7 separate regions of the Mus musculus genome follow, and regions 1, 2, 3, 4, 6 and 7 are each linked to region 5. Evidence: chromatin contacts called from public HiChIP or PLAC-seq and promoter capture Hi-C data. All regions are on one chromosome and are shown on one strand. The core of a region is the stretch at or near the end of the contact, and the rest is flanking DNA. Distances in the headings are between cores, read along the strand shown.

Region 1 (3,507 bases), core at 584-3,083, 1.8 Mb before region 5:
TGAACAGTCACCAAGAAAAGGTCCATGGAAAAAAACTGGCCAAGCTCCGTAAGAAAATAGTTACCAAGCTGAATCCTCTCACCCTGAACTGAGCGTGAATGAATTAGGAACTTGGTAGACATTTAAAGCAACTGGACTAGAATATACAATATGGAAGACGGCAGGCCCCATGGAGCAGACATGCATACATCCCTCGTTAGAGGAAATCTAGGCCAGCAGTGCCAGGGTACACCAAGGAAGATAACTAGAATGCGTAGGCTTTCTCCCATCCTCATGGGAGGCCAGACAACTGCTAAAACATAACAAATGAGCAAAGTACAAGTGAGGAGAAAGCCAGGTCACTGGCCCTGCCACGTTACCACTATGTTATCAGACGCTGACAGCTGCAACCTAGGGTGATAAGTGCGCAGACACTCTTGCAGAACTCACATTCCCAGTTAGCACTGAATCAGAAGATATATGAGTGCAGTGGTCACAGAAAACATTTCCAATCAGCACGGAACGAGGGGGGCTACACGAGCCTCTGTCACCCAAATAAGGGGAGCGATTCAAAGCCCCAGCTGCTCTGCTTAAATGACTTAACCTGAAGACTTTTTACAAAACGAAATCCATTTCATCTGTCACTGCTGGCTTTCAACCATTTGGCTTGAGTTGCATGAATGTGCTCTCAGCCTGTGCTGTGGAAAGTCCACTGGACCAGACGACTGGGTCCAGCTTTACCTCTTACTCTGTAACAACCTCGAGAAAGTTACACAATCCCTATGAATCTTTCTTCATAAAAGGGATTTTTCAAACTTGGATTACTCTCCAAACACGACTTCATATCTGGATACATATATTCACGCCACCAGAACTTTTAATTCCAATGAGATTATTTCTTTTTCCTTCTTTCAGACTCTTCCTCTGTCAAACACACCCCTCACCCAGCACTTCTCAAATGCCCTCCGTACACATTCATGGGCGCGACCAGAACTAAAAGTGAAAGCTACAGTCCTGCACCAAGCTTTCCTGGAATCGGAGGAAAGGGCACAGCTTTCCTTTTTGGTGAGTTTTTCCTAAAACTGTGAAACTCAGCCTTTCCACTGCCCCGCCATCCTGCTCTGCGAAAGACAGCCCGAGCCCCAGTGCCATCAGTAAGTTATGACCTGTGCTCTTACCCTGGCGTCCACGCTCTGAAGCCTGCGCATAGTCCAGGGAGTTGGGCAGACTGTGACTCCGGCCATGGCGCTGGGTCCGTTTCCATCGCTGGCTGTAAAGGACGCACAGGAATCCAAGGCCGGCGGCAGTACCAAGTAACAGTCCCAACCCGGCGCGGGAGCCGCCCAGGGCCCCCAGTCTAGACATAGTGTACCTGCAGCCCGCGTAAGAAACAGGAGCGAACCGAGAGAGAGTCATGAGGCCGGCCCTCCACCCCCGAGGCAGAACCCGTTAGCCACGGCCTCACCCAGGTCCGGCCGGACGGTGCCGCAGCCCCCGGCTCACCCAGGTCCAGCCCGCGGGTGCCGCAGCCCCCGGCGCAGACGGACGCCCTGCCAAGAGGCAGCAGCGCCGGTCCAACGCGCCCCTGCCCAGTGCAGTCCGGCTTCCGCGCCCCTGGCCTCCCAACACCCTGTACGTGACAACCTCGCAGCCGGCTGCACACTCTCGGCCTTCCGGCGCCCCCCGAAGCCACGCTGGGCCCGCAGGAGACCAACTCAGACCCTTACCCAGCCACCAGCCACCATGGCAGCAGCAGGCACCGCGCTTTCACTCTGTCAATGATTTTGACGTCCTTAATCCGCGCCACCTGCTCCGCGCACGGTGAGACGCGCGTGGAGATGACGCACGAGGCTCTGCCTCCCACCCGGGTTCTGTGGGCGGGGCTACATCGGCGAATGGACGCTGTGCGGTTACCGGGGCCGCGAAGGTGGGTTGGGCTGTCTAGTGTCCGAGCCTCTGGGTGGACTTTACCCGGTGCTACGGCCAGAATGTGCTCCGCAAATCTCACGCTGCTTATACCTGGAAGATGCCACCACCCCCACCTCTTCTTAACACTGGCTTTATTTTCAGCTGAGTCGTTTACCGATTTTTCCAGTCAAACCCCAAACAACAGCGCCACTGCTAGATGAAATTGGAGTAAGTTGTTGGTTATCGATAAGATGTCCCTACATCGCTGGGACTCCTACAAGTTTTCAAAAATCCTCTTCAAGCCAGGGCCCCTGGACCAGGAGGATCATTGCGAGTTCGAATCTAATCAGGACTGTATAGTCTACAGAGCAAGCTTCAGGACAGCCAGGGCTCCACAGAGAAACTGGGTCTGATACATACCATTTCTGCTATCTTTGCTTTGTATGTTGCTGCTTTATTAAGTCAGGGGATCACTATATAGCCCAGACTGGCAAGTGCTGTGCCACTGAACCACATCATCAAACTTTTTTTTTTTTATTTTGAGGAGGGGGGACTTTTAAATTTTGAGACCAGACCTCAAGTTGCTGAAGTTAGCTTTGAATTCGCTCTGTAGCACAGAGAGACCTCGATCTTGTGAGCCTTCTGAACCCCAACTCTGCCAAAAGCTGGGATATGGTCTTTGTCATAAAGCCAAGCTTTGGCGTCTCTGGCCTTCTGCTTTGGCCTTCCAAATTCAAGACTACAGATTTGTCTGCCTCCAAATGTATTCATATATAAATGAATATAATATAAAGTATCTCACCATTTTAAGATAGACACAGGTTTTAGAGGACTTAGATAATCCCACTGTCTCTTTTTTTTTCAAAGATTTATTTATTTATTTTATGTATATGAGTACACTCTAGATGTCTTCAGACAGCACCAGAAGAGGGGATCAAAATCCATCACAGATGGTTGTGGTGAGCCACCATGTGGTTGCTGGGTATTGAACTCAGGACATCTGGAAAAGCAGTCAGTGCTCTTAACCACTGAGCCATCTCTCCAGCCCTCCACTGTCTTTTTTGTTTCTTGGTTTGAGTTTTTGTTTTGGGTTGGTTGGTTTGTTTGTTGAGATGGGGTTTTTCTGTATGGTGCTGGCTGCTTTAGAACTAACTCTCTCTCTCTCTCTCTCTCTCTCTCTCTCTCTCTCTCTCTCTCTAAGATTTATTTATTTATTATATGTAAGTACACTGTAGCTGTCCTCAGCTACTCCAGAAGAGGGCATCAGATTTCATTATGGATGGTTGTGAGCCACCATGTGGTTGCTGGGATTTGAACTTGGGACCTTCGGAAGAGCAGGTGACGCTCTTAACCACTGAGCCATCTTGCCAGCCCCTAGAACTCTCTTTGTAGACCAGGAGGGTCTTGAACTCACAGCAATCCACCTGCCGCTGTCTTAAACATTTATTATTAAATGTTATTAAACATTTGTTTAATCCCAGCATTTGGGAGGCAGAGGCAGGCAGATTTCTGAGTTCAAGGCCAGCCTGGTCTACAGAGGGAATTCCAGGACAGCCAGGGCTATACAGAGAAACCCTGTCTCGATAAATAAATAAATAAATAAATAAATAACATTTATTA
Region 2 (3,230 bases), core at 697-3,196, 1.7 Mb after region 5:
GTAGGAAGTAGCCCTCACTTGTCCTGAGTCAGCCAGCATCTACATCTTCGTTTTCTAAGCTTCCAAAACTGTAAGAAGTAAAGCTCTGAATGCAAGTCATGCAATTATGTACATGAAGGCAAAGCACATACACATAAAATGAGATAAATAAAATCTGTAAAGGGGCTGGAGAGTTAAGAGTTAAGAGTCCGAGAAACTGAGTTTAGCTCCCAACACCCACATGGAGTGATTTACAAACATCTATAACTGTAGCTCCACGGGATCCAATGCCTCTGGACTTCATGTGCACCTACATAATCTCTCTCTCTCATCATACACACTATTTTTTAATGGAAAAATATAATTTGCTATTGCTTATTATAACCTGAATAGCGTGTGGTACTTTGTTAGAATAGCTTGACAATATTATAAGAATACATACTAAAAAAAAAAAAAAAAAAAATACATACTGTGTGAACCCTGAGGAAAATCTAGCGGAAGCTTCGGTTGCAAATGTCCGGTCCGCCAAGGGCCCTCGGCCTTCATTTGTTGGTTCTGGACTCCCTCTAGTGGTGCACACGTTTGTTGCTTTAAATAGTGCTCATAAAATTGCCAAATTTGGAGTCCTGTAACCAACAAAAGGACCACAGAACTGTTATTATGTTTTTCTTTTCAAGGTTTTCTTTTTCTTTCTTTCTTTCTTTCTTTCTTTCTTTCTTTCTTTCTTTCTTTCTTTCTTTCTTTCTTTCTTTCTTTCTTTCTTTCTTTCTTTCTTTCTTTCTTTCTCTCTCTCTCTCTCTCTCTCTCTCTCTCTCTCTCTCTCTCTTTCTTTCTTTCTTTCTTTCTTTCTTTCGATACCTTTCTCCATTCTGTAGTTTAGGCTTGCCTAGACCTCACTAAGTAGCCCAGGTAGAACTATAAATTGTTCTAATCCTTATTTAGTCTCCCAAATGTTGTGATATAGGTATGAACCATCACAGCAAGCTTAGAATGGTTTCCTGCAAGATTGTAAGTATGATGAATTCAGATGTATGGATGACTGAAACAATACAATGAAAATGGTCTGACTCAGAGGAGCAGGATGGGTTAAGGCTGCCTGGGAAAGATAATCTATAGTTTTACTGAGAATGTGTGAATGAGTTGAGGGCCCAGAAACACAATCCCTTCCTGATATTTGTGACACAAGGAGGGGAGTGGCTGTTTTAGTGGGGATGCTGTATATTTCTTGGCCAAGGTCAGAGAACTTTATAGTTTGGCCCTGAACGGGATCAGCCTCTTTATGCAACACGAAAAAACATGTACTGTCCTCCACACCATATCCCCACTAACTTAGCCTCTACCCCTGTTTTAAATCAGTGCTGAAATCTGAAAGGTTAAGTTCACTCTAATTGCCTCAGTGGGCATCAGTTATGACTCTCAGCTGTACCTTTCATGCGACCATGGTCAAAATATGCAGAGAAAAACCTCTTAAGATCACCCTATTAAACTTCCGTTTCCTGGTCAGTTCTTTACCACAGCTATCCACACGCACGCTAGCTTTCACACACATCCCTTTACATATTGAAGATGGTTATTATGTCTTATTATTAATGTCTTCTTTCCCATTTCTAGACGCTCCAAGTCTTTGGAACGAGGATAAAAGATCTTTCATAAGATGCGAGTATCATGATTAATTTGGCGGGTATTTTATTTACACCTTGTTTATATCTGTAAGCACGTTACACCTTGTCAGCAGTTTGGGTTTTCTTTTTTTCCTTAAGAAATCTTTTTACTTCACAAAATGAAAACTCTTATGGCCTAATGGAGCAGCCGTATGTCTGTCAGATGCCAGCGGAGACCTTTTCATTGAGGCTCTTGGACCGACTACCGGGCGTCTGATGTTTATGGAGAGCCAGGCTTTTCTCACTTTCCCAGAAGTCCTTTCGACCGTCAATCAGAGGCTTGTTCCTTCTTGGCGCATGCGCGCCGCCTGCATCCGGCAGCCGGGTGGATTGCTGCCGGGCTTTCCCCGGCGTGGTTCCCCGAGTCATGGCTCCGGACTCGGGGCCCTTCCCCGACGGACAACTTTTGAAGCTGCTGCCGGTGGATCCCCGGGACCGGGACACCCAGCGCTGCCGCCTGGGGCCGGCCGCCTTCCGCAGCTTGGGTGCGCGCCTGGGCTCGCCGCTGAGGATCTCGTTGCCCGCCGGCGGCTGCTGCCTCTGCACGGCCTGGCCGCGGCGCGACAGGGTGGATGGCTTTGTGCAGCTGGACCCGCAGTGCGCTAGCCCCGGGGCCCGGGTGGCCACGGGGAGGATAGGTATGGACTGCTTGCAACCCGTGCCCTGTCCGCCCCTGCGGCGCCTAGAGGTGTGGCCGGTGCTGCGGCCCCAGGCGGGAGCCCCGAGTTCCGCCGCGGTGCTGGAGGTAGTGCACGAGCTGCTGCGCAACCGGCCTGTGTCTCGGGGACACGTGGTGACCACCCCGCCGGGTGTCCCCGGCCCTGTCGCAGCTCTGCACGTGATGGGCGGGACACCGGACCCAGAGCCCGGCGGGTGGGTCACACCGCATACCCGCATCACGCTCAGTGACAAGCCTCCGCCACAGGTCGAGCCTCCCGGGGAGGTGACCCTTGGGGGTCTGTCGGAGACCGCCGACTCCCTACGGGAGCTGCTCCGCCTGCCGCTGCGCTACCCGCTCGCCCTAGCCGCGCTGGGGCTGGCTGTGCCCCGCGGGGTGCTCCTGGCGGGCCCCCCGGGAGTGGGCAAGACCCAGTTAGTGCGGGCCGTGGCGCGCGAGACTGGCGCCGAGCTGCTGGCGGTGAGCGCCCCGGCGTTGCAGGGCTCCCGGCCCGGGGAGACCGAGGAGAACGTGCGGCGCATCTTCCAACGAGCCCAGGAGCTGGCCAGCCGCGGACCCAGCCTCCTCTTCCTGGACGAAGTGGATGCCCTGTGTCCCCGGAGAGGCGGCCCGCACCGAGCTCCCGAGAGCCGAGTGGTGGCCCAGGTGTTGACGCTGCTGGACGGCATCCACAGGGACAGGGAGTTTGTGGTTGTGGGAGCCACCAACCGGCCAGACGAGTTAGACCCAGCGCTTCGCAGGCCGGGCAGGTTTGACAGAGAGGTAAAGTTCCTGAAAGCTCGCCTTTTTGGAATGTTGGGTCAGGCAGGAGTTGTAGATCACTTGTCACATGCAAGCTAGAACCTGGGTTCAAATCGTTCTGGGAAGCAGGATGGTCATTTGCTTTGTTGAAGTAACTAATCCTGATGCAT
Region 3 (3,500 bases), core at 837-3,336, 1.8 Mb before region 5:
AAATCTTAAAAAAAAAAAAATAAAATAAAATAAAATAAAATATATGTCTAAGTGTATGTGGGAGTATGTATGCACATGAGTGCAGATGTCTGCAGAGGCTATTGACTACAGATGCCCCAAACTCATATCCTCTGGAAGAGTATGCTAAGTATTGTGAGCCTTTTTAACTGCAAAGACATCTCTCCAACCACCCCATCCCCCTCGTTGTTTATATATATATATATATATATATTTTTTTTTTTTTCCCGGAGCTGAGGACCGAACCCAGGGCCTTGGGCTTGCTAGGCAAGCGCTCTACCACTGAACTAAATCCCCAACCCCGTTTATATTTTTTAAGTAGGGTCTCTGTGCTGTTTTTTTGTCTGAGACACACACACACACAATAATAGAAAGAGGAGGAGGTGGTGGAGGAAGAAGAGGAGGAGAAGGAGGAAGAAGCAGCAGGTGGTGGTGGTGAGGATTATGATTTGGGGTTGGAGAGCTGGCCCAGTCTGTAATGTGCCTGTTCTGTAAGCAGAGGATTTGAATTTGGATCCTAAGCATTCAGGTAAAAAGCCTGGATCCCAAAAGCAGGGCACGGGGCATCCTAACATTTGGGAGGCAGATTTATCGCTGTGAGTTCGGAAAAACTAGCCTGATCTACATAGAAAGTTCCAAGACAGCCAGGGCTACATCAACTTTTCTTCGAGAGAGAGAGAGAGAGAGAGAGAGAGAGAGAGAGAGAGAGAGAGAGAGAGAGAGAGAGAGAGAGAGAGAGAGCGAGAGAGAGAGCCGGGCATTGGTGGCGCACACCTTTAATCCCAGCACTTGGGAGGCAGAGGCAGGTGGATTTCTGAGTTCCAGGTCAGCCTGGTCTACAGAGTGAGTTCCAGGACAGCCAGGGCTGCAAAGAGAAAGCCTGTGCTTTACGAGTATTTATTTCTACATCCATTTTTGACTTCAGCCAAATCTTCAGGAAGCTTTCTGAGCAGGATGACCACAACTTTACTGAAGAATCCAATCACCCTGATTTTCTGCCCCAGAGCACTCTTTCTGACACTCAAGCATTGGACAAGCAGTCCAGAAGTATAAGAGCATTGATAAGATCTCTTGCTGGGCGGTGGTGGTGCATGCCTTTAATCCCAGTACTGGGGAGGCAGAGGCAGGCGGATTTCTGAGTTCGAGGCCAGCCTGGTCTATAAAGTGAGTTCCAGGACTGCCAGGGCTATACAGAGAAACCCTGTCTCGAAAAAATAAATAAATAAAAAGGATCTCTTCCCCCCCCCCACCTTAAACACGTTAAGACAGCTGACCTTAAACTCCACAAGAAACTGAAGTTGACCTTAAATTCCTGATTCTCCTCCCTCCAGCGCCCAAGTGCATTACAGGCTTGGATCACTATGCCCAGCCCGGTGGGCATTACTTTTTATCCAATGAACTCCCCTGCGTGTACTGTCACTATTGCCACCACAATCTAAGAGTAAATAACAGAAACCTTAAGTACAGCACTTGAGATAAGTGGACCCCCACACCACCTGCTTTAACCTTCTGATCCTCTTGTTTAACCCGCTAAGCAGCACGCACTGACAACATTGGAACATCTGATACTTAAAAAGAGGAAAAGAAAACTGAGGCCTCTAGGTTCTAGGCCTCAACGTCAAATCCAGAAAAAGAAGAGGGGCTGAGGGGAGGAGTTAGAGCCTAGAGACTTTTCTTCCTAGGATCCCCCTGAAGTTAAAACAGACTAAAACCAAACACCTCCAGACAGACAGGTAAAACGTTCAGCGTACAAACTGATGCTGCGCAGGCGCAAAAAAGCAGGCCTGGGCTCTCAGGTTCAACCGGCCTCCAAACAGTGTGGCAGAAGGGACAGCACGGTCACACAGTTCAGAGTTCTCAATGCCTCCCTCCCTAACCCAGTCCTCAAGCCTTTCAGGAAGTGCCCGGAGGCCCCCTTTTTAGTCATTGGCCGTCCCTCGCTCCGGGTCCAGGATAGGGCGGAGCATAGAAAGCCGGAGCCAGGCGCGCGCCCTGACGCGAGGACCGAAGAACTGCTTTGCCTATCAAGTTCTCACCTCTTTGTCTGCCGCCTTCTCCTCAATGCCGAGCAGCGCGTACAGATCCATTTGTAAGAGCTCTTTGGTCACCGCCATGGTTCTAGTCCAAACTTGAATTGATACTACAACTCCCAGGAGTCTGAGCGTGTGCGTGGGCGCGGGGCTTACTCGCTCCGAGCCGGCCCAAAAGCGCGCTAAGCCTCCTGGGATGATGCCTTCCGATTCTCGTCTGACTGGCTGTGGAGGAGCGCGCTGCGGAGAATGAACTACGACTCCCAGCATGCCCCACTCCGCTGCCGCCCCGCCTTGGTGAGTGCAAAGTCAGAATTCTCCGCGCTGGGCCGCCCCTGGACAGCGCCGATGGGCGTGTGGGACTGGGCTGCACAACCTGAGGGTCTGAGAGGCCTACCCTGCGCTGGTGAGAGGCTAACCTACCAATTCTGCAGCGCCGAGAACTGCTATGGAGAGCAGGTGCTACGGCTGTGCTGTCAAGTTCACCCTCTTCAAGAAGGAGGCGAGTGTACTCCCAGAAAGCCGAAGGGCCAAGGGAGGACGCGGGGCGAAGGGAAGGGAGTTGCAGGCTAAAGACCGTTTGACGGCTTCTTTTCAGTTGTGTGGTTTTGATGAAGTAACCCGGTTAACCTCTCTGTAAAGTGGGTCGGATGCCCACCCGTTTCCGGGTTAAGATGATGGTCTGATGAGGTTCAGTGAGGTAAAAGCACTTCCTGCAAATCCCGATGACCTTAGTTCGAACCCCAGGACCCACATGGTGGAAGGAGAGAACTCCTGAAAGTTATTCTCTGATCTCCACACACATGCCATGATATGCATATGTCTGCACGCATACACTCACAAAGAAATAATGTAAATTAAGAAAATGTAAAGTAGCTTCGGTGAGGTGCTGTAGCTGAAAAGACCCTAGAAATTGTAAAGTTTCCAAAAGCTACACTTTTTTTTTAAATCTCCACCTACATTCTATCCACTCCCCTTCTCTCCATCTCTGTCTTTAAAGTCATCCCATGCATGCCGGTTGCTCTCTGTTCTGAAACCTGCCCCGTCCACAGCTTGCCCTTTTCTCCCCAGGGCACAATGAAAAAGCCTTCTTCTCAACCACATTCCCCTTGTGAGCTGCAAGGGAAGTAAATGGGACGAATTCATGGTGTATAGGATTGGAGCACTTACATATCAATTTTGGTGTCAGAGTTCAAATTTCAGCTGCCCTGTCTTATTCAAAGAATGATCTAATTGAACGGTCATGTAATTTCACTGGCCCCTGTTAAAATAGAGATAATACTGGTGGGCATCAGGATCAAATATGATGACGTATGTAAGTGATGATGGTTATAACAAATGATGAATTTTAAGGTGCAGGCTTAGTGCCTGGCACACACTAAGTACTTAATAATTGAAGCTATTGTTACAACCCTATCCTGAGGCGAACCTCCCACCATCTCTACCAGAACA
Region 4 (3,342 bases), core at 101-2,600, 1.5 Mb before region 5:
TGGAAGTGCAGTTATAATCTTAGCACCATGGACGCTAAGGCAGGAGGATATCAAGTTCCCGGCCATCCAGGCCAAAAACAAAAAACAAACAGGAAAAAGAAAAAAAAAAAAAAAAAAAAAGACACGACCGGAAGAAAGGAAGCATCAATAACCCACAGTGAAAATTAGGGATGTAAATCATGGATCACTAACTGGGAAAACTAAGCTGATCATCAGCGATGTTTTAAGGAGTTCAACCTCCAAATTCCTTCCCGAGTCCTAAGAAGTACAAGAATGTAAATCAAAGAGTCCTGAGCACAGTTGGTTCTGAACTAAAATAGTTAAACGCCTTCTTCGGCAATATCCAACTTCTAAACTGTAGGGGGCTTCCATCCTCCGTGATTACGGAAGTAGTACTTTTCATCAGCAAGCTCAAGAAGGAATTGTCAAAGTAAGATGACACTTGCTGAGACGCACTGCAAACGCCTCGAAAACCCAGAAGTGCTGTCACAGACACATTTCTAAGTCTGTGCACGTGTTAGCCTGTCCCCGTCTAACACCAACTAGCAACTTGCATCATTCGCCCGTAACCGTGGCTCGCTCCCCATTAAACTGATACTCTATCCAGTCCATAGATCTCATTCGTTTGAATTGACAGGTAGAACCCTCGTCCGGTTCCTGGTCCAGCCCGACAAGCCTCCGCCCTGCCCCTCCCCACTCCCAAACCCACACACGTGTTAGAGCGACACCGCCCCACCGGGTCCCACGTGCACCTGGCCTAACACTCCCCACGTGTGGGTGCTCCACGGGCTTCCTCGGGTGGCCGAGGTCACCCATAACCCCGGAGAGCCAGAGATACACGACAGGAGAGCCGAGGCCCAGGTCTCTGAGGTCCCAACCCTATGGGGAGTGTCCACACCCATCCTCTCTAACCCCAACAAACCCCAGGGCCGGGGGCGACGGCCCCTTTAAGAAGCGGCCCAGTCGTCGCCCGCAGAGAGGGGCGCACAGGGGCCTACACGACACCCCCTCCGTCCACCCGCCCACGTCTTCTCAACCTCACCTCGGGCCGAGGGGCCCCGCCGCCGCGGCGGCGGCGGAGGGGGGGCGGGGGGCGGGCGGGGTCCGGAGGGGGGGGTCGCCCCGCCGACTGTGGAGCCGCGCTTCGCTCTCGGAGGCCGAGGGACGGTGACTGCGTTGGACGGGAACGCTCCTAGCTCGCTCCCTCGGCGGCTCCTGGGACCCCAAGATGGCGGCGGCGCTGAGGCGGCTGCGGGCGCTGGGCCGGCGGCGGCGGCGGCCACTTTCACTCACTGAGAGGAGCGGAGCAGGGACACGGGGAGCCATGGCGGGGGGGAGGAGAGGCGCCATAGCCAGGCCAGAACAATCGAGCAGGTACTCGGCCGGCTTAGCCCTGCCCCGCCCACGCCCACTGCTAGTCGCTAGCCCGTGTCCGCCGACCGTGCCGCTACGGGCGGCCTCGTGCAGCTTGTACCCCGCTGCCGCCGCCCGACGCCCCGCGCGGACCGGGGTTCTGGGGGAGACCCTCATCTATACTATCTGAGTGCAGATTGGTCGGGGCTGGGACTGGCGAAGATTGCCGAAAGGCGACGGGGAGGAGGAGGAGGATGTCATCGCTAGAGTGAGCAAGCAGATCTCGCGGGAGGAGATGTCGCGAGAGCTCAGCGGCCCTGCAACTGCCACAGAAAGGTTACTTTTCCGGAAGTAACGTCAATGGAAACCGCCCAAAAACCAGGGACTCATTTTGGTCCTGCAGGTGGGAGGGACTGCTTGGCGTTGTCGCTGGAAGTTTTCTCCAGGTAGTGCTGGCCTACCCCGAGGCCAGCTCGGGCGGGGATGGATCCTTGTAAGAGCCAACTTGGAGACGTCTCCTGGTCGTCTTCCTGACGACACTGTCCCCCTTCGGCCCGAGACCGTTGGCACGAAGGCGCTTTCACCTTCCATGCACTTTCCATTTCCCCAGTGGGGTGAGTCGCCCTGCCCACACTCGAGCAACCGCAGAGCTGGGGCGGGCGGGGCGGGGCGGGGCGGTTGTTTCATGGTTATTTTGTCTGGGTTTGGTTAATAGCCCAGGCTAGCTAGCGTCAAGCTCGGGGGATGTCTCCTGCCTCAGCCTCCCGAGGACTGAGGTTACAGTGTGCGCCATCATGCAGTCTTCTGCACTTAATCCACTCGTTTCCAAGACGTATATAGAATTGTTGGACTTCACCCTTTCGTTTTCTGCAAGAATCGCTTGTTTAATATTATCTGTTTTGCCTGTACTGTGCCTTGTGCAACTCCAGTTGGGTCCAAGTTGCATCCTTTGGAACTGAACTGCTTAAAATTAAAGTCTAGAAAATGATTATTTAAAAAATGTCTTGTTTTTTTTTGTTTGTTTGTTTTTCGAGACAGGGTTTTTCTGTGTAGCCCTGGCTGTCCTGGAACCGCACTTTGTAGACCAGGCTGGCCTCGAACTCAGAAATCCGCTTGCTGGGACTAAAGGCGTGCGCTGCCACGCCCGGCTCTTTTTTTTTTTTTTTTTTTTTTTTTAATGTTTCTTGGCCTCGATATGCTTTAAGTTCAGGAGAAAAAGTGTCCGTAAACAAGACCTTAAATGTTCACAAAGTTTAACAGTAACACTTTATAAGAGGGTCTGGCTAGACAGCTCAGCAGACACAGTCACTTGTCACCAATTCTGATAACCAGACCAGAACCCACATGGTACAAGTAGAGAGCTGACTCCTGCTTACTGTCCTCAGACCACCACATACATGCTGTGGCGTGTGCGTGTGATATATATACACACAGGCGATCTTTTTAAATTACAAAAATAATTCTGCAAGAATCAAAGCAAGTAGAAAGAAGCCCATCTTTTTTTAAAGAGAGAAGACAAGTGGAAAGAAGAACTCCAGAAAGCCTTGTGTTATTTTGCCAAAATAGCCTGCTCAGTACTGATGCAGAGATCCTGTTTCGAGAGGCATAAAGCCTGATGTTGCCCTACTTCAAAATTGGAAGGAATCGCAAATGCTCAAAAATGGTTCCCTCACCACGAGCTTGGCTTCAGGGAGGACAATTCGGAAAAATTGTCCGGATACGCTCCCCCACATATCAGCTGCCCAGTTGGGCAAGGTGCCACCAGTACCCACGAAGGAAAAAACCAAAATGGAATTACATGGATGTGTTCTCTCTGTTCCACTTCTGATCAGTTTCATTGTAACAGTACTAGCCCTGTCAAGATAATCGATCCCAGATGAGAACTGTGTTTGCCTCCATTTCACTTACCCAGCACCTCATTTGGGCTGATATTCTAGCACTCCTGAACACTATCCTTAGAGCTGAAACCCAAAGGCCCCATCTAGTGTG
Region 5 (3,392 bases), core at 498-2,997:
TTTCCAATTCCAAAGTAATGGATGTTTTATGGTTTTATTAATGGGGTTTTACAGTGCTAGTGGGAAAGAATTAACATAGCAACGATTTAAATAAACATTACTCATCTTTGGCAATAGGAAACTACAACTATTCTGACTATAACGCACTAGATTACAAACAAACAAAAAAAGCACATGATTCTATCTATGAATCTTTTTTTCTATTTTTGTTTTTAGATGGAGTTTCACAGTCTAGTCCGGGGTTTGCCTGGAACTCCTGAAAGTAAATGATCTCTCTATCTTAACCTATAGCTCAGAAGAAGAGCCCTTGCCTAGCATGCATAAGGCCTGGAGTTTTCTCCCTAGCACTAAAAAAACCAAAACCAAAACCAACCAAACAAACAAACAAACAAACAAACCAGTTTATCTACTTGGAAACATTTTCTAGCTGTTTTCATCTAAGCTACATTACCAGTGGTGAAGTGAGTTTCAACTGCTTTTTGGGATGGAGGAGGAAGACTGCCAAGTGCTGATCTAGTGCATATAGTCTTATTCCAACTCTGTCCCTGATGGTTTTTTATCTTACAGACATTCTCTCTAGTCTCCGTGGTTGACTTATTTCTGAGTCATTCTCTTGTCTCATAAAATAATGTTCTAGAGTCTGCTGGGGTAAAGTAAGCCAAGAATGAGTTTATTAAAACTACAAACAACTTCACTAACAGGTATGTGTATATACAATGGGTTTGCGTGGGTGCGGGTATGTTTCCCACACTTTTCCATATGCAGCTATAGACAAACTGATAAAACATGTTGTGATCAATAGTGAGTACTTCCTAAGGACCTCCCTCCCTTCTAGTTATCTGAAGGGACCACATCAGAACATTTGTGAACATTACCCCACCTTTCAGCCTACTCTGTTCGTATTCTCCACGCAGCCAGACTGTTGACTCAATTTTATTCTACCTCTCCTTTCTCAGCCCTTCAAAAATCTAATAGCCAAGTATAGATTCCAGTATTCTCTCGTTTGAAATGTCCCTTCTCATATATAAAAGGCATGACAAATGACAAATTTCCCTCACTGGGGGCCAGATCGAAGGTTCTCAAGACGCTGCAATAATGGATATCTGGCCATGCCTTGCCAGCCGCAACACTCACTGCCACTATCAAGTCCACCCGACAATGCTATATCACACCAGGTGCTGGTCCGGGTCCCGATGCCTATCAACAAGAGGGGTCAGCAATGCGTCTACCGAAAAATGGCCTTCTCCAACCTCATCTCAGCTCCTACATCAAACCCACCTAAATGTGCACGAGTTCTTTCTACTTCAAAATAGAGACATGCGTGTCTGAGCACGTTGAGACTTAATAGATGACAGTCATTAAACTCCGTAGACCTGGCTGGCAGGAATGTGTGTAGGAGACGACTAACTTTATCGGGGGAGGGAGGGTCGATCCTTCAATCCTAGGACTCCCCTTCCCCAGTGCCGCCATAGAAAGCGGAGCCCCAAACCCTCCCAGGCGCGGTGGGAAGCTGTTGGTGGAGAGGACAAAAGGCGCTAGCAGATGAAGACTCACCGATGCCGGCCGCTGCGGGGCCAGGGGAGGCTCCGGGCTGACGTCCATCCTCTCGGCGCCGTCCATCTCTTCGTCCGCCATCTTAAGGGAAACGAACGCCCGCAGTTCCCGACCCCCGGCCGCCAGCTAGCGGAAACCTGTGGCCGGCCCGACGCGACAGGGACGACACTTTTACGACGGCCCCTGAAGTCAGGTTTGTCGCAGCACCCGGAGCGGCTTCCGGTCGGCTTCCCGGAAGCAGGCTGCCGACCTGCCAAGCCGGAGGTTTCCGCCCCTGATGGTTAGTTAGCCCTGCTCCACCAGGGCTGATCCCCGAGGGAAGACCTCACAGCTTTGTCGCCATCCCTTAACCCCGGGGCAGGGGTGGTGAGATGACAAAACCGAGAAACCTAGTCCATCCGTCGGTAAGGGAAGACAAACTGAATACATCCCCGTTATGGAATACCCCATGAAAAGAACAAGGTAGATGTACGGAAACATCGAGGGGAAACTGTTGCCACAGACTACAAATTCCTGCATTTGTGCATCTATGCATAGTGCGAAGGAATAGCTCTGAACCAAGAGAAAACACCCAAGGCCAAGACCAGGGTTGGAGGACAAAGGTGATAAAGAGCTAATTTAGTGTCCTCTGTTTTTGTTTTTGTTTTTTGTTTAGTTTGGTTTAGTTTTTACGAAACGAATAATAGCCTCCAATACCACGCATTCCTCCTACCTCTGCATTCCAAGTGACAGATGTCAGCCACCTGGTCCCTTTTTAAATTTATATATATACTTTAGCGACTTGTGTCTGTGTCTCTCTCTCTCTCTCTCTGTGTGTGTGTGTGTGTGTGTGTGTGTGTGTGTGTGTGTGTGTGGATCATGTTTAGAGATCAAAGGACAATTTGAGGGGATTGGTTTTCTACCATCTCACCTGCCATGGAAGTGGGTTTTGTTTTGTTTTTGTTTTTGTTTTGTTTTGTTTTTTTGTTTTTGTTTTTGAGACAGGGTTTCTCTGTATAGTCCTGGCTGTCCTGGAACTCACTTTGTAGACCAGGCTGGCCTCGAACTCAGAAATCCGCCTGCCTCTGCCTCCCAAGTGCTGGGGTTAAAAAGGTGTGCGCCACCACCACCTGGCTTTTTTTTTTTTTTAGATCTGTAAGGTCAAATTTTCTTCACATACACCAACCAAAGCAACACATGACTGACTATAGATAGAGGCAGAACTAAAACACACCTACCCTTCTATTAAATTGGAACTTAAGAAATTTGGAAATTCTCACATTTTGGATAACATTTGTTTACCGAGTTAATTTTCATTTTAAATGCTGTTTATGCCTGGTGTAATGGCACCCACCTTTAAGCACTCCAGAACCAGAGGCAGGTGGATCTCTGAATTCAAGGCTAGCCTAGTCTACTCCAGAGCTATGTGGTGAGACCCCATCTCAAAAAGAGAAAAAGAAAGGAAAAATGTTTAAGATGTTATATTGTTTACATGCCTGTAAGCCGGCATGGGTGACTTACAGCTGTAACGTCAGCTAGCATTTGAGAATATGAGGGTTCTTCCAAGTTGGAGGCAGCAGAACTATATAGTTCCAGATCAGTCTAGCTGCCGGTGAGGTCCTGTCCCAAAACAACAAAAAGCAGAACATGTTGGGTTACATGAAGCCCTGCATAGAAACTTTTAAGCTAGTTAAAAGTTTTCTCCATCTTAAATTGTTATTAGTAAATATTGATAGGAACCATTTGTACAAAAGATTCTTGGGGAGGGGCAATAATTTTAAGGAGTTTAAAGTGATCCTGAGAAAATAAAGTTTGAGAAACGCTGTTGTTGTTTTGTTCTTTCTATCTTGAGAAGACAC
Region 6 (3,291 bases), core at 244-2,743, 1.3 Mb before region 5:
GTGCTGGGATTACAGGCATGTGCCACCACTACCCGGCTATTGTTGCTTTTAATGATGAATATTAAACCTAGAGCCTTACATATGCTTGTAAGCACTACTACTGAGCTATATCCAATACTTTATTTCTTCTTATTCCTCCTCCTCCTTCACCTTCTTCTTCCTCCTCTTGCATTTCAAGACAGGATTTCTACGTACAACAGCTCTTGCTGTTCTGAAACTTGATTTGTAGACAGGCTGGCCTGGAATGCAGAGATCTGCCCACCTCTGCCTTTCAAGTCCTGAGATTAAAGGCATGGGCCACCATTGCCTGGTATTTATTTATATATTGATTGATCGACTAAGACAGGGTCTTAGCCTTGGACTCATTATGCAGACTTAGGCAGGCCTTGAACTTGTGTTCCTTATGTTCTTCCTGTCTTAACCTTCCAAGTATCTAAAAATATGGGTTTATAATTACCACACCTGGCAAGGGATGTGATGTGTACTGTAGTTGAGCTGAGAAAAATAACTTAGAGAGTCAAAGTGGGATAGTAAGAAAGCAAGACCTCATCAACTTAGTCGAGAAAGATTTGAATTCTAAAGTTGTCTATCAGAATGAGTGAACCAGTGCGTTCTAAGACTTGAGAACAACTTCAAATTGTAACTGTTAATACTCCCTAATATAAACCCTGCTGCACATAAATAATATATAAAAATGCATTCCCAGCGTTGACCTTTTTGTCAGATGACTTCAAATTCAACGACATAAAACATTTCCTATACAGCCCTCTTCCCTTCCAAACCTCTGTCATATTTTCTTGACAAAGCTCACACTCATCTTCCTAAATCAGAATCTGAAACCTCTGCCTCCTCTGCGCCCCAACTAGCAAATAATTCAGAACCCATCTATTTCTCTATTCTCATTCTCTTCCAGTGTTGAAGTCACTGTCGTTCCTTACCAAAGACCCAGGACACTCAAGCGAGTTTGAAACTACTTAGCATAGCTCATTAAATTACTGCTTTCTTCCCGGGCCACCTCTCTGCTCATCCCACACCCCGACACCTGGTCCTTCCCTACAATGAATCTGAGTTCTCCGATTATCGCTGGAATAGTCTTCCCTAGTTTTTGGGTCGCATTTAGGCTGTCACTAATAACAGCCCAGGCAGGCGGACTCTGGCTCCTCCACCCAAGCTCTCAGCAATTTCCAGGGGCTGTCGACTATGCGGGTGGTCCCTGAGGCCGCATTCCAGGGCTGGAGATGGATGAGTTTCCTCAGAGTGGACCCTGGTCCGGAGGCTCAAATTCGCTTCAAGTAGGGAACTCCTGGGCAGCCTACAACTCCAACACTGCAGAAGCTTCCGGACAGCTAGATCAGGGAGCGTTGGTCCGGAACCCTCGGGCGCGTGGCTCCGCCCCTCGCGCTGCGTCGGAGGTGGGGCGGGGCGGGGCGCCAGGCGCCGGCGAACGGCGTGCGCCAGGCGGGGGGCGGGGCTAGGGGCGGAGCGGAGCGCGCATGCGCGGTCGCCTTTGTGTGGGTCGAGCGGCGGCGGTGGCGGCGGCGGTGGCGGCGGCGGCAGTGGCGGTCCCACTGGCAGGCGGGCAAGAGGGGAGTCAGGGCGGCGTCCGGCGTGGAAGCCGGGGGACCACCATGGTAAAGAAGCGGAAAGGCCGTGTCGTGATCGACTCGGATACGGAAGACAGCGGCAGTGACGAGAACCTGGATCAGGTGAGGGCAGGCCGCGGAGGCGCGGGCCGGCAGAGCGGGAGGGCTCAGTCCTGGCCACGGGAGCTGGGAGTCGCCCGGCCCGAGCGCCCGGCCAGCCTGGTGTCCGTCCCGCTACTGTAGTCCCTTCCTGTCTCCCCGCTGAATCTTAGGCCCTTGGAGCCCGGGCCAGGCCTGGAGACAGAGCCCCGAGGACTTGGCGCCTTGGGCCGGGAGGCGGGGCAGGGAATTGGGCTGATGGGCCTCGGGGTTTGGGGTACTGAAGGGGGCCGCTGTCTGCTTGGGCCGGATCGGGACGTCATGACTGCAGGCAGGGAGATTCGGGCTGGGCGAGATAGGAAGTATCGCCCGCCAACCCCAATGGCTGAGAGATTTTGGAGGAGGTGCAAGGGTGAGCATGGGGCGGTGGGAGGGAAAATTTGTCTAGAAGGTGTGGACTCTGGAAGGTGAAGTTTTTCAGACCAGGCATGTGGACATAGGAGAGACACCCATACATGTCCCGAAGAGCTTTCGTGGTGCTTGGGGTGGGGGGGAGACTATGATCATTTACGGTCGAAATGGGTTCTCGTTGGGATGTCTGACAAAAAACTCTTTGGAGGAGGAGAGAGGGCAGATAACTGGAAGTTTGAATTGTAGGGCAGCAGAGAGAGACTGTGTTCCAAGCGCTCAGCCTCTTTTATGCAGCAGCATAGAATTCTTTTTCACTTGAAGATCTGAGAAGTACTGAAAGTAACTTGTGGCTTTAGCGTCTTGGAGTACCCGGCATTGCTTCTGTACTTTAAAAAAACACTGCAGGGAGGAAGCTGTTTGTGTAGTAGTACTCTGATGGTATCAGGAGATGATTTCCTCCATGTTTCATGAGTAAATGACATAAAGGAAGGGTAGGAAGCTTTATAAATGGAGTAGATTGAGTACTAAACTCAGAATCTGTAATTCTGATTCCTAATTTCTTTCTAGCCATTTACCTTTGGTTTCCACTGTAAAATGGACATATAATATCAGCCTCATGTATTGAATTGGACAGTTGCATAAAACAAATGTTTATAATAAAAAATGTTGGTATAAACTACAAAGTATTTGTATAAAAGGCTTCTTGGGAGTCCTTAGTAATAGACTAGAGGTCTCAGGTTTAATTAGGACTTGAAAAGGGAGGGCTTGCCTGGTCTACAAAATGAGTCCAGGACAGAGAAACCCTGTCTCAAACAAACACCTCAAAAACAAAAGAAAGAAAAGGGAGGGCTCTTATGAGGGAAGAACTTGTAAGGTTTAAAGAACAAGATGCGCACACACACATTACCTTTTGACACAGGATCTCAAACTATAGCCTGGTCTATCATTGAATTAAACCAGTTCTCCTACCTTGTCCTCTTAAGTACAGGGGGTTACAGACATGGGTCACCACACCTGCCTTAAGAAAGGAATAAAAAAGAGAGAGAAAGAAAGAGAGAAAGTAATGGATACCTTTAAAAAGGTGGCAGGGAAGTAGGAAAGTAATGGGGCTAGTAGAAGGACTAAGGACAGGGACCCCTGTATAGGGATAGGAATTAAGTGAATAAATTGAAGGCATGTTCATTGAAAGACTCCTAAA
Region 7 (3,481 bases), core at 100-2,599, 1.4 Mb before region 5:
TTGAGAGGGTGTACACTAACATGCAGCTTTCAGCTTTTTCATCAGCACAAACAAAATACCAGAAGAATAAAATGCACCTGGCTTTGATCCCAGCTCTTGGAAGGCAGAGGCAGGTGGATCTCTGTTAACTTAAAGACCAGCCTGATGTACATACTGAGTTCCAGATCAGCCAGGGCTACACAGAGAAACCCTGTCTCGAAAAACCAAAAAGAAAAAAAATTCGGATTTTTAAACCGTAAGCCAGCAGTTGTTAGGTGAAAGCAGGAAAGATGCAAGTTGAGCCCAGCCTAGGCAATATTGGGAAATCCTGTTTAAAGATTTGCCACTCATGGGAGAATTAGGAGTTTATGCTCAGGACAGCCTGAGCCTGTAAAACCCTTTCTAGAAGTGGAGAAATGATTCTCTTTTCCAGAAAAGCCCTGACTAGTCTTGGCCAGGCTTAAAAATCCTAATTTTTAAGACAAGAAAAAATCCAAATAAATAAACCGTGCTCGGTCACAATCTTTCTCACCTTCAGGGTCCTCTGTCCCCACAGCAAAGGAGTTTGAGAAATTCCGACCTTAATTCTAGTCAAATGGTGAGTTCCTTAAACTAACGAGGGACTACTGTTAAAAAAAAAAAAAATTCTGGGAGTTATCCCGGCACAGCTTTGACGCAAAAAAGTTCTCAACGCCAGCCACTGAAGCCGCAGAGCCGACCACGCCCTCGCCCTCCGGGTGAATTACTTGCCTCTTTCCGGAGGAGCCAATCAGCGCGCAGCCTCGAGCCCATTCCCAGCGCCCCCTGCGGCCGGGGTAGAGAGAGCAGAAAAGATGCTGCCAGGAGCCATGCAAACCCCAGGCGGCTCTCAGCGCCCCCTGCGGCCGGGGGGAGGAGCGCAGGAAAGATGCAGTCTCTAGGCGTGCTGGGCCACAGTGGCTGTGGACTCCCTATTCTTAGGACCAGGGGAGTGAGAGTGAGAGGAGAGGAGAGGAGAAAGGAGGGAGAAAAAGAGATAGAGAGATACAGAGAGATGGAGAGCGAGCAAGAAAGAGTGCACTGCACTACTCTGGGGATCCACCTTAGGGTTTTGTCCCTCGTTTCGTGGGTTTGGTTTCTCTCCTGAGTCTCCGTCACCTGTAGGGTGGGACTCCTGGTACCTGAGTCCTGTGAAAAACCTGCTGGCTACCCTAGTGAGTTTGCCTCTGGTTTGTTCGAACACAGTGGCGAGACCGCACTGCCCTTTTAAGTGCAGTCCCTAGCGCCACAGCGGTATCGCCGCTTTAAGTCCGGCGGCTGCCCTGGTTCCGCGGGGCGGGGCCTGCTTCCCTTCGGACTCCCGCAGCCTCCGGGCTGATTCATTCCGGGCTCGAGAGCCAAGCTTTGACGTTAGCGCCTGCGCAGGGCGCGGCCTCGCTCCCGATTGGCTGGTGTCGGGCCGCCCTCCCCCGCGCTCCACCCCTTGTTTCTCTCCCCGGGCCGCAAGAGAAACAGTGCCCTCTCCCTTCTTGACCCCTGGCCCTTCCCTCCCTCCTTCCCTTCTGCCGCTGCTGCTTCTGGCGCTGCCGCTCCCGGAGGAGCTCCCGTCACGGTGATGGGGTCTCGGGCCTCCACGTTATTGCGGGACGAAGAGCTCGAGGAGATCAAGAAGGAGACTGGCTGTGAGTTCGGGTTGGGGGTGGGAAGGCGGCCCGGCGCCTTCGGCTGGCCTCAGTACTGACAGCGGTCGTCGCTGAGGGCTTGATCTGGGGTGCGGTGACTTTGTTGGGATGGTCCCATGCAGCCTCCGGTGCTTTGGGTAACCGAAGGCTAGAATACCTGTACGTTCATCTGTAGCTTCTTGGAGCCGGGATGTGGTTCCTCCGGTGCTGTCTTGCTCAAAAGCCCGGAATCTCGAGCACAGACACCACCACTCCACTCTTGCCCGTGAAGGTCCGCGAATTTTCTTCCTTATGGTTCCTCCTACAGAAGCATCCTGAACAGTAGATAAAGTAGAAGCAAATCCAGGAAATGTGAATGGTTCCTGGAGAAAACGTTATACATCCTAATGAGGTTTCTGAGCAAGAGCTAAAACTACTAAAATCACACACAGGGAAAAACTCAACAAAGAAGATCATAGAGAAAGGCTTGTGACCAGGAACTGAAGACCTCTAAGCAATCAAGAGTCCAAAAACCCGAGTGAGGCTTTTAAATCTGAATCGTTGGAGAAAAGCCACGGGTATAGTGGTCAAGGTTTAAAGACACAGTGAAGACATTTGTCCTATTTTTATATATATTGATATCTGCTGTGTTGCTGTACTTTATGCAATTGATATTGAAATTGGATGTACTCCAAAATCTGTGAATTTGTACCAGAAACATACATACTCTAGTTTCTTCCTTGTTAACCTGAACAAAGGAGCAACAGGGCTTTGGGAATTGAGAAGCACAGAAAACACCTCCATACCTTTGAAAGGCCCTTGGTAGTGTATGATACAATTGTATGGCTACAATGCTTTCTCAGTGATCCTTTGCGGCTCTCTTTGATTTTCGTAAGCCATGTCTTCATGGTACCTGTCTTTGATGATAATGTGAGCAAATAACCCAGTGGCAGATCGTGCCAAGGAGTACAGGGAACTACGGAATTCTCCAGGAATGAGTCCTTGGGTAAATGACAAGTTGTTCTGGCTGTCTGACAAGTTAAACTTTCTAGAGTATTCAGGTTGAAAGAGATGTGGTCTAGCCCCACCCCCTGTCAGGTTGCTTTGCTTTTAATCCCTTACTAATATGTGGCCAATTTTGAGTGAATGACAGAGAATACTTAGCTTTTTATAGAGTTTGGCCAGTCACGCTTAAGGATTCCATGAGTAAAAATGCACACAGTTGGATTTAGCAAGCTTTTACCTCTGACCCTACTTGTAAATGTAATGACTTCTCTCTGATTATGTTTAAAGCCCAGAGTCACGTCATGGGGAAGTATAGTGAGTATGGAGCAAGCTATTGTTTTGTTTTCTTTTGTTTTTTGATACAAGATCTTACCTTGTAGCCCAGACTTGCTTAGAATTCACTACATAAACTGGGCCTGGTGGTGTCCATACCTTTAATCCCAACACTCCAAAGGGAGCAGAATTTGAGATCAGCCTGATCTACATAACAGGCTCCAAGATAGCTAGGGCTACAGAGGGAAACTCTGTCATGAAAAACAAAATACAACACAAAACAAGACAAACAGAAAAATTCACTACATAGCCCAGGCTGGTTTCAAACTCATGACAGTCCTCTTGCTTCAGCCCCCCCAAGTGCTGGGAATATAAGTATGAGCCACCATGCTTAATTGAGGAAAAGCTGTTTTCTTTTCAGAATGAATGGGACAGTGATGTCATTCCAATTTCATTAGTCCTGGGTGTAGGACTGAGTTGTTTTTCCTTGTGACTCATGGACAAACCTAAGTGATCATGTAAGAACTATTATCCTGGTTACCCAACAGTAACTCAAATATGACAAAGATACCCTAAATTCCCAG

Evidence for each region. Promoter capture Hi-C pulls out the DNA fragments that hold promoters and counts their contacts. HiChIP or PLAC-seq counts read pairs in DNA pulled down with a chosen protein or histone mark. Capture Hi-C pulls out chosen DNA fragments and counts their contacts.
Region 1: a contact with region 5 is called in a promoter capture Hi-C map of liver, with 2.4 times the contacts expected there. The contact joins the promoter of Rmdn3 here to the promoter of Ubr1 in region 5. A contact is called at or near these places in 1 of 39 promoter capture datasets (liver) and 1 of 9 other capture datasets (liver).
Region 2: a FOXA1 HiChIP or PLAC-seq map of pancreatic cancer cells shows a contact between it and region 5. The contact joins the promoter of Spata5l1 here to the promoter of Ubr1 in region 5. A contact is called at or near these places in 1 of 39 promoter capture datasets (pre-B cells) and 1 of 115 datasets of contacts at active chromatin or transcription factors (pancreatic cancer cells).
Region 3: a promoter capture Hi-C map of liver shows a contact between it and region 5, with 4 times the contacts expected there. The contact joins the promoter of Zfyve19 here to the promoter of Ubr1 in region 5. A contact is called at or near these places in 1 of 39 promoter capture datasets (liver), 1 of 115 datasets of contacts at active chromatin or transcription factors (microglia) and 2 of 9 other capture datasets (adipose tissue and liver).
Region 4: a promoter capture Hi-C map of liver shows a contact between it and region 5, with 3 times the contacts expected there. The contact joins the promoter of Ino80 here to the promoter of Ubr1 in region 5. A contact is called at or near these places in 1 of 39 promoter capture datasets (liver), 2 of 115 datasets of contacts at active chromatin or transcription factors (astrocytes and pancreatic cancer cells) and 2 of 9 other capture datasets (adipose tissue and liver).
Region 6: a contact with region 5 is called in a promoter capture Hi-C map of pre-B cells, with 2.1 times the contacts expected there. The contact joins the promoter of Rtf1 here to the promoter of Ubr1 in region 5. A contact is called at or near these places in 2 of 39 promoter capture datasets (liver and pre-B cells), 1 of 484 Hi-C or Micro-C datasets (B cells), 1 of 115 datasets of contacts at active chromatin or transcription factors (astrocytes) and 1 of 9 other capture datasets (liver).
Region 7: a promoter capture Hi-C map of pre-B cells shows a contact between it and region 5, with 2.2 times the contacts expected there. The contact joins the promoter of Exd1 here to the promoter of Ubr1 in region 5. A contact is called at or near these places in 1 of 39 promoter capture datasets (pre-B cells), 1 of 115 datasets of contacts at active chromatin or transcription factors (astrocytes) and 1 of 9 other capture datasets (adipose tissue).

What each region holds. Positions count from the first base shown.
Region 1 is chr2:119,155,201-119,158,707 of GRCm38.p6, forward strand. Rmdn3 (regulator of microtubule dynamics 3) reads right to left here and starts at 1,834. Exons shown (of 13, transcript NM_001033136.3): 1 at 1,707-1,834; 2 at 1,158-1,351. The coding sequence starts at 1,344.
Region 2 is chr2:122,628,679-122,631,908 of GRCm38.p6, forward strand. It overlaps Spata5l1 (spermatogenesis associated 5-like 1), which reads left to right and starts at 1,947. Exons shown (of 3, transcript NM_001033256.4): 1 at 1,947-3,081. The coding sequence starts at 2,008.
Region 3 is chr2:119,206,634-119,210,133 of GRCm38.p6, forward strand. It overlaps Zfyve19 (zinc finger, FYVE domain containing 19), which reads left to right and starts at 2,087. Exons shown (of 11, transcript NM_028054.3): 1 at 2,087-2,550. The coding sequence starts at 2,497. Dnajc17 (DnaJ heat shock protein family (Hsp40) member C17) reads right to left here and starts at 2,162. Exons shown (of 11, transcript NM_139139.2): 1 at 2,055-2,162. The coding sequence starts at 2,132.
Region 4 is chr2:119,476,337-119,479,678 of GRCm38.p6, forward strand. Ino80 (INO80 complex subunit) reads right to left here and starts at 1,351. Exons shown (of 36, transcript NM_026574.4): 1 at 1,043-1,351.
Region 5 is chr2:120,968,968-120,972,359 of GRCm38.p6, forward strand. It overlaps Ubr1 (ubiquitin protein ligase E3 component n-recognin 1), which reads right to left and starts at 1,748. Exons shown (of 47, transcript NM_009461.2): 1 at 1,555-1,748. The coding sequence starts at 1,635.
Region 6 is chr2:119,673,575-119,676,865 of GRCm38.p6, forward strand. It overlaps Rtf1 (RTF1, Paf1/RNA polymerase II complex component), which reads left to right and starts at 1,494. Exons shown (of 18, transcript NM_030112.2): 1 at 1,494-1,706. The coding sequence starts at 1,494.
Region 7 is chr2:119,546,278-119,549,758 of GRCm38.p6, forward strand. It overlaps Exd1 (exonuclease 3'-5' domain containing 1), which reads right to left and starts at 1,350. Exons shown (of 13, transcript NM_172857.2): 1 at 730-1,350; 2 at 512-605. Chp1 (calcineurin-like EF hand protein 1) reads left to right here and starts at 1,430. Exons shown (of 7, transcript NM_019769.3): 1 at 1,430-1,640. The coding sequence starts at 1,574.